Regions from separate parts of the Sus scrofa genome. Here regions 1 and 2 are each linked to region 3. Evidence: chromatin contacts called from public HiChIP or PLAC-seq data. All regions are on one chromosome and are shown on one strand. Each heading gives the region's core, a stretch centred on a gene start, on an enhancer-like site or on the middle of the called end of the contact. The rest is flanking DNA. Distances are from core to core; before and after follow the strand shown.

What was found. HiChIP or PLAC-seq counts read pairs in DNA pulled down with a chosen protein or histone mark.
Region 1: an H3K27ac HiChIP or PLAC-seq map of skeletal muscle shows a contact between it and region 3. The contact joins the promoter of FAM76A here to the promoter of STX12 in region 3. A contact is called at or near these places in 1 of 5 promoter capture datasets (fetal liver), 11 of 47 Hi-C or Micro-C datasets (blood, brain, embryonic fibroblasts and 6 more) and 2 of 2 datasets of contacts at active chromatin or transcription factors (alveolar macrophages and skeletal muscle).
Region 2: an H3K27ac HiChIP or PLAC-seq map of alveolar macrophages shows a contact between it and region 3. The contact joins the promoter of IFI6 here to the promoter of STX12 in region 3. A contact is called at or near these places in 3 of 5 promoter capture datasets (fetal liver and liver), 12 of 47 Hi-C or Micro-C datasets (alveolar macrophages, blood, embryonic fibroblasts and 7 more) and 2 of 2 datasets of contacts at active chromatin or transcription factors (alveolar macrophages and skeletal muscle).

What each region holds. Positions count from the first base shown.
Region 1 is chr6:84,878,760-84,881,459 of Sscrofa11.1, forward strand. It overlaps FAM76A (family with sequence similarity 76 member A), which reads left to right and starts at 1,335. Exons shown (of 5, transcript NM_001243460.1): 1 at 1,335-1,476. The coding sequence starts at 1,396.
Region 2 is chr6:84,856,630-84,859,329 of Sscrofa11.1, forward strand. It overlaps IFI6 (interferon alpha-inducible protein 6), which reads right to left and starts at 1,443. Exons shown (of 5, transcript XM_021095660.1): 1 at 1,289-1,443.
Region 3 is chr6:84,917,432-84,920,131 of Sscrofa11.1, forward strand. STX12 (syntaxin 12) reads left to right here and starts at 1,396. Exons shown (of 9, transcript NM_001243442.1): 1 at 1,396-1,643. The coding sequence starts at 1,526.

The DNA.
Region 1 (2,700 bases), core at 85-2,584, 39 kb before region 3:
CCTAATCTCAGCCTAAGAGCAGCTATAGGCAGAGACTTGGAAAGGTCAGCACTGCAGGAAGCTTTGCCAAAGCCTCAAGAACCAAAAGTATGGGAGTTCCTCTTGTGGTTCAGTGGTAAGGAAACCCACTAGTATCCATGAGGTTGCAGCTTCCATCCCTGGCCTTGCCCAGTGGGTTAAAGGATCCCATGTTGCCTCGAGCTGCGGTGTCGTTCCCAAACGCAGCTCAGATCTGGCATTACTGTGGTCGCGCGACTCGGATTCTTGACCCCTAGCCTGGGAACTTCAATAGGCCCTGGGTGTGGCCATAATAGGACAAAAACAAACAAGCAACAAAACAAACAAAAAACCACAAGTTTGCAATTCCTTGGACTACCCCTAGATGCCCCAGGCAGGGAGCAGTTAGGACACGTAGCTAGGATAGGAGGGCGTAGCTCGCCTTCCGGCCGGGCCTAACCAGGAAATGCCTGGCAGTTCAAGAAAGAAGCTGAGGGTGCGTCTGGATTAGACACAGTAGGAAGCAGGCCTCAGACCAGTTGCATCCCACTCTGACGGGGCCTCTGGGGCGCGAGGGCTCTCAGAGGTGGAAGGCTTCTCCTTAGTATCCGTCTTCTCCCTCCTAGAGGAGCTGTCATCACTCTAGCAGCCAGAAGGCCCTGTGTAGAAACAACACAGGGGTGCTCTCTCTGGGGCCACTCTATTTCTCTCTGCAGGTCAGCGACCCTAGAGTTTTCCGTTTTTAGGGGTCTCAGAGGGCACTCCTCTAAGTTGCCTCTCAGGGTTCCCTCCTGGCCCTCCAGTGGGAGGGCCGTGAGGGCCCCTCCTGCCCGGATGATGGAGGCTTCTTCTCACAAGCTCATCTTCACGCACCGGGTGGCGACAGAGGTCTGGTTCAACCATGCAACACACTCCACCCAACCCGCTGCCAGGGGGCAACTCCATGGAAACTGAAACCTCACAACTCCGTGGAGGTATCGCGAGAAGCGCGGTTGCGCCAGCGGCCGGGGAGAGGAGGAGCGAAGGCGGGAACCGAGAGCGAAGTGGGAGGAGTCTTAGGCGCTTCCGAGGTTCCCGGCGGGAGACCGTCCCTCCCAGCGGCGCCCCCGCGTGACTGCGCTTTACATAATCGAGGCCGCGCGCGTCATAAGTGGCGTACTCGAGTCCAGACCGAATCAGAGTCGTAAGAAGCTCCGTGTCCCGCCCCTTCGTGCTTGATAGACGTCTAAATGAACCAGTGAACGGGCGTTCAGCGCCGCCGCGCCCGCCCTGGTCCGCCCGCACCCGAGGGCCCGCCCGCCTGCCGCAGCCCGCAGCCTGCCGCCAGGTTGTACCTCAGACTGTCAGATAAAGCGGCGGGCCGGGCCGGCGGGGCGGTGAGCACGGCCCGGGCCGGACATGGCGGCGCTCTACGCCTGCACCAAGTGCCACCAGCGCTTCCCCTTCGAGGCGCTGTCTCAGGGGCAGCAGCTGTGCAAGGTGCGCGGGCTGGGGCGGCGGCCGGGAACTGGGACGCTGGAGGCGCGGCCCGGAGCTCCCGGTTCTGCGGGGACGCCCGGCGGGGTCCCTCGGGCAGGGCGTGGCTGGCTCACAGAACTGAGAAACCGTACCCGCCCCATTGGGGGTCGGCGAGGCATGTAGGGGAGATCCAGGCCCTATCCGGGCCCCCGCGGCGGGCGTGTCCGGGCGCTTAGCAACCGCGAGGGATTGTTCTCTGACCCTCCGAGGTCGGGGGAGGGGACAGCGGGTCCCCCTCACGCCCCTGACAAGCCGCGCCCTAGGTCGCTCTTGGGCTGGCTTCCCCGCTGCCGGGGTCTGCCTGGTTTCAGGCTTAGGGACCCCGTGCCTCGCCTGGGACTGAACTCCAGAGTTGGGTGCTGCCTGGGAGGATCGTCTCGAACTCGGGCGTCTCACGGGCACCTCTCAGCCAGTTTCGGAGTGGGACATAGTGAGGCTTTATAATAAAGCCCCACTGTCAAGCTCACGAGGCAAAAGGATGATTTTTCAGCATCTAGTTAGTGACCTTCGGTCCTCGCCCTAACCAGCCGCTGATCAGTTTTTACCCCGAAGGTCCAAGTTCTCTTTTTTCGTTTTAAGTTGCTTCATCTTGTTTTGCCTATTTAAATGAGTAGAGGTGTTGTGAGGATACAGTAAAAGTCACTAAGCCAACTGGAGAGTGATGTTGAGATATCCCCAAATAATCCAGAGTTTGTGTCTCTGGTATGGATAACTCATAATTGTATGTCATTATTGCCTCAAATAGCCAGGACTTCTTCACTTTTTGTTTACTATTTATGAGAGAACTCAAAAACTCAAATGTTTGAGTGCCTTTTTTGGACATATATATATATATACATGTATATTTAATCATGTGTTTGTGTGTGTGTATATATACATACATATGTATGTTTTTTAGGGCAGTTTTATGTTTGTGAGCAATAATGAATTTAATTCAGCACTTTGATTTCAAAAGTGAACCTGCTGAAAAGAATCACACAGTGGCAGAGGGAGAACCGGACTAGAATCCAGGGCTTCTGATTCCTAGTCTGTGACTTATTCATACTTTTGTTTCACAATTTATGACTAGTTCCATATAAATTCTTACTTAACTCCCACATCAATGCAGGGTGGTGATGCCAGAATCACAGAAGAAAGAAATTAGTCCTAGAAAGTTTAAGTGACTAACTCAAGCACAGTGGATAT
Region 2 (2,700 bases), core at 193-2,692, 61 kb before region 3:
CGCCCCGCATTCTCGGCCTGTGGAAGTTTGGAAGTTCCTGGGCCAGGGGTCCAACCTGCACCACAGAAGTGACTCAAACCACAGCAGTGGCAATGCCAGATCCTTAACCCACTGAATCACCAGGGAACTCCTGATAGACTTATTCTTACAATGCATTGAATATTTACAGGCACCAAACACTGATCTCATATTCGTTTTTCAGAAAGAAAGGAGGGTAAAGGAGCTAGCCCAAGGTCACAGAGCAAATTGTGCAGCCTAGACACATCTCAGGTCTGTCAGAATCCAAAACCTATGCTATTTCCATGACACTACAAAATAGGAGAACACATATCCCCCCCAACTCTAATGTGATCTTTGTCTGCTTAATGCTTTTTCCTTGAATTAAAAACAAACAACAACAAAACCCCCAACAATTTCCCCTATGTTGAGTACTTACTTAGCACTTTCTGGCACAAAGTTATGTATACCCATAACAACCCCATGAAGTAGGTGCCGTTATTCTTTTTTTTTTTTTTTTTTGTCTTTTGCCATTTTCTTGGGCCGCTCCCACGGTATATGGAGGTTCCAGGCTAGGGGTCGAATCAGAGCTGTAGCCGCCAGCCTACGCCAGAGCCACAGCAACTTGGGATCGGAGCCGCGTCTGCAACCTACACCACAGCTCACGGCAATGCTGGATCCCTAACCCACTGAGCAAGGCCAGGGATCAAACCTGCAACCTCATGGTTCCTAGTAGGATTCGTTAACCATTGTGCCACGGCGGGAACTCGGGTGCCGTTATTCTCAACCACGTATTATACATAAGGAAACTCAAACTCAGAAAAGTAACACTCCCAGGCCTGCCCAGCTGTAGCAGAATCAGGATTTAAAGCCATAATTGACTGATGCCCAGACCCACACTTTGGAGGTTTACTTCAGATCCTGTCATCTATCCTCAAAGATAAACTCACTGTCACAGTAGATCCTAGGATAAAGGGCTTTCAGAGATCATCCAGTCCCTTGGGCAGGTAAAGTAGCTTGATCCTTATTTCACAGATGAGGAGTCAAAGGGACAGGATTAAGGCCATATACTGTTGACATGGCACCTATAAGCGAAGTCTCATAGCTCCTGCAGCTTAGCATCCCAACCCCTAAAAGCCCACCAACCCATGCCCTCAGACCAGTCTTAGTCCAGGACACTAAAGGGGACTCAATGGTGTAGCCTCCCTGAGGAATGGGCATCCTGGCCCTCATGGCCTGAGGCTCACAGGCAGGCAGCCTGACACCCACACCTTATAGCTTCTGGGTTTACCTTGAAGAGAGCAGAAAAGAAATCTTCTTGCCTGGAGCCTGCTGATAGATGGCAGTAGCAGTGAGATAACGGCTCTCAGGCTGGATTTTTATAATCCTTCCCACTGCTGTAACTCTCCTCCCCAAGTGGCCAATTGCTGTCAAGTTTCCAGTTTCAGTTTCCATTTCCAGGGTTCTACAGTGTCTTGTCTCCTCCCTACAGCTCTGCTCAGTGACAATATCTCTGCTGAGCTGCTTAGTGGCCAGACAGTATAATTCAAGCCAGTGACTTTCCAAACAGCTAAGAGTATTCAAAGCAGGTCACATTAGGGTGGGGTCCACAGCCCTGCAGGGCTTAGTGAAGCCAGACCACCAGCACCTCTTGGGGCACAAGGTCTTTCACAATTCGAGTCAATTAATAATAATGCCCACAAGAGTTTCCATTGTGTCTCAGTGGAAACAAATGCGACTAGGAACCATGAGGTTGCAGGTTTGATCCCTGGCCTCGCTAAGTGGGTTAAGTAGCCAGCGTTGCCATGAGCTATGGTGTAGGCCAACAGCTGCAGCTCCAATCCAACTCCTAGCCTGAGAACTTCCATATTCCATGGGTGCGTCCCTGAAAAAACAAAGTAATAATCATGCCTGCATTTATTGAGCACTTGCTGCATACAAGGGCCTGGAAAGAGATCCAATCCCACAAGTCTTGTGACTACCGTCATTTGTGTACAGACCTATTTTGCAGAGGAGATTAAAGCTTGTGGAAATGAAATCACTCCATTCCATTGTTCTCTCAGGCTGGCTGCTTCTGGGTGATGGGTATATGGTAAGACCGGTGACGCCCACGTTCAGAGGCCATTGCCACACATTTAATTTGCCATTAAAATGGGTCTTCTAGCCCTGGGTAATGGATTGCGCTTTCTTTCTTTCTTTCTTCCTTTCTCTCTCTCTTTTTTCTTTTTAGAGCCACACCCAAGGCATATGGAAGTTCCCAGGCTAGGGGTGGAATCAGAGCTGTAGCTGCCAGCCTACACCACAGCCACAGCAACACTGGATCTGAGCAGTATCTGTGACTGTTGCTTGCAGCAATGCCAGATCCTTAACCCGCTGAGCCAGGCCAGGGATCGAACCCGAATCTTCAGGAACACAATGTCAGGTCCTTAACCCGCTGAGCCACAACAGGATCTCCAGATTGAGTATTCTTTAAACTTTCAGATATTATTGCTTGCAGAACTAGAAGTACAATCCATATTTGGAGTACATAACAATTCCAGGAAAATGAATCATTGCTTTCTCCAAAGTGGAAGGGGACTGATGTAACTGACCTGCCACCACAGTGCTGGCTGCTCTCTCTGACCAATGTTGCTATGCTGCTGCCTGCTGCTGGCTGGTGGGCTATTTGTTGGCCATTGTTAGATCAGCCTTGGTGAAAGGGAT
Region 3 (2,700 bases), core at 146-2,645:
CTGAACTTCACTTTTTTTAAATCTTTTTTTTTTTTTTGGTCATTTCTAAGGCCACACCAGTGGCATTTGGAGGTTTCCAGCCTAGGGGTCTAATTGGAGCTGTAGCTGCCGGCCATAGCCACAGCAACGCAGGATCTGAGCAGACCCTGTGACCTACGCCACAGCTCACGGCAGCACCAGATCCTTAACCCACTGAGTGGGGCCAGGGATCGAACCTGCAACCTCATGGTTCCTAGTCGGATTCGTTAACCACTGAGCCACACGGAAACTCCAAACTTCACTTTAAATAGAGTCAAATGTTAATGAAAACATTCTCAAGAAGATTTTATAGGTAAAAAAGTAAAATTTACATGATTTGCTATATGACATAAAACTATGGATTCTAAGAAATGGTAGGGTTTTAATAACCAGAATGAGAGCCCCTAAATGTCAAATGTCATCTGTCCTTTTCTAAAAAGAAAAAAACAAAACAAAACAAAACAAAAAACCTCTGTTACAAATGCTCTAACAGAAAATAGAGATAGCCTTGCTTACAAAAGTTCTAAGGCTGAATGCAGGCTCATTCACCCATTTGGGGTGTCCCCCCCAACTCAGGCAAGCAGCTTCCTGCCTTGGCTATTTCCCAGAGATAGTAAAGCAGACTTGGTGTGAGGTGCGGTGGAGAACACAGGAAACAAACACTGCCAGTTCGCCTTCACGTCTATCTTGATCTCCTCCCAAAGCAAAATCCTACCCCTGTATTTCCATTTATCATACGCTTACAAAATGCAGTCTTTTATGGGAACATTGAGGTCATTCACTCAAAATGCAAAAAAGGCAAAAAAAAAAAAAAAAAAAAAGAGAGAGAGAACAACTGAATTGCAGTGAGGGGTCACACATAATATGTGCTCAATAAATCTTACCATTATTATTATCGTTTTATTGTTTAGACTACGAGACTACAAGAGGGGTGGTAGAATGAGAGCGATTTGTAAACCATAAAAGTTCTCCACAAATCCTACCAAAGCCTTTGAGGCTGGAAGCAGAGTGAGGGATTTCAGGAGTTTGGTTACGCATCTGAGCTTCAAGGTTATCAAATTCTCCCATATTTGGGCCTGAAGTCTCAGAATAGAACAGAATAGGACGTTAGGGCTGAGATCATCTGGTACAATTTTATGCTAATCGAAAAATTCTTGCCTTCTTGTCACCGTGCCCTGGCGATAAACAACACCGCCACCCCAGATCCTCCAATCCGAGCCCCAAAGGTATGATGTCATCGCTCCGCCCTGCATCCCCAAGCCCCAGAGCGTCAGGTCTCCAAGCTACCCATCTCGGCACCAGTTCCAACAGCGCCTGCGCATTGTGGGGCCGGTCGGGTCGGGGACGGACGCGTGCGCGCCGCGAGGGGGCGGGGCTAGTGCGCACGCAGCTTCATCCCCTTCCCAGCCCTTTCTCTTCCCGGTTTCCCTGTCAGCCTGCGGGTCGGGTCTGGCGGCTGCTTCCGGTAGGAGCGCGGTGCAGGGCAAGTCGGTCTCGGCTCCTCGTCATGTCCTACGGTCCCCTAGACATGTACCGGAACCCGGGGGCCTCGGGGCCCCCGCTCCGGGACTTCAACAGCATCATCCAGACGTGCAGTGGCAACATCCAGCGGATCAGCCAAGCCAGTGAGCCGGGGTACCGGGCTGGGGGGCGGGGACCATCCTGGGGACAGGCCTGGGTGAGACTACCGGGACGCGGAGCCCGGCCAAGGCCACAGCCGAGGCCGTCTCGGGCCCTCCGCTCTGGGTGCGGCGGGCTGCCATCCTCGAGTCTGCCAGGCCCAGGCTCCCTGAGAGTCCCTAGCCCCAGCTGAAGCTCGAGTTTCTTCTCAAGAGTTTTGCCCTAAAGGTGTTGGGGCCAGGACTACAGTCCTGACAACTCCGGGGTGGGAGGGTGTATATGTGTCCTCTCCAGAGTACTAAGTGAGTCGACGTGGTGCAGTGGTCAGCCGAGTTTTTCCTGTCATCTGCCTCCCTCCACCCACCTCTCTTTCCTCTTTGGTCTGGGTCTGGAGTTGTTTACTGGTTTAGACTTTACTTTCTGCTCAGCTTCTGGCTTCTTGGACGTCAGCAGCTTTCAATTAAGGGAAGTGGAGAGTGCATATGTTTTGGTGATTTTAACCCAGTTCTTTCTGTAATGGATTTTGAAATCAGACACAATGACTTTAAGGGGTGAGATTCTGCTTTAATAAAGAGATTTCACCGAAAACATTTCAACTTACGTTGTCTTTGTAGCAAAAGATATGCATATATTTTTGGATTTCAAGCCAATGAGGGTTTTGTTTTCCTTCCCCATTTAGTTACTCTTTTGAACTAACATGAGACAGGCAAAGGGACTTAGTCTCCATCAGCTAGCAAGTAAGACATGGCAGAGTTGGTGGTGGATTTCAGAATGTCATTGCTTGTCTTAAAACTACACACCATCCAACATTAGGGTCTGAATGAGACTGCAGTTGAATGAGTCAAATACAAGCTATTTCTTGTGCCTGAAAATCAGCTCAGAACCTTGTAAACAAGAGGTCAGCAGCGACTATTTGGAAAGAATGGTATCATCATCATCCTTGTTTTTTATTGTGTTTTTGTGAGCTTGGTTGTCCTCTGTTAATAAGTAGAACTAGCTGGCCCTGAATTACAGTTATGTTCTATCTATCACTTTGCTTTAAATTTAAATGTATAATGTAGA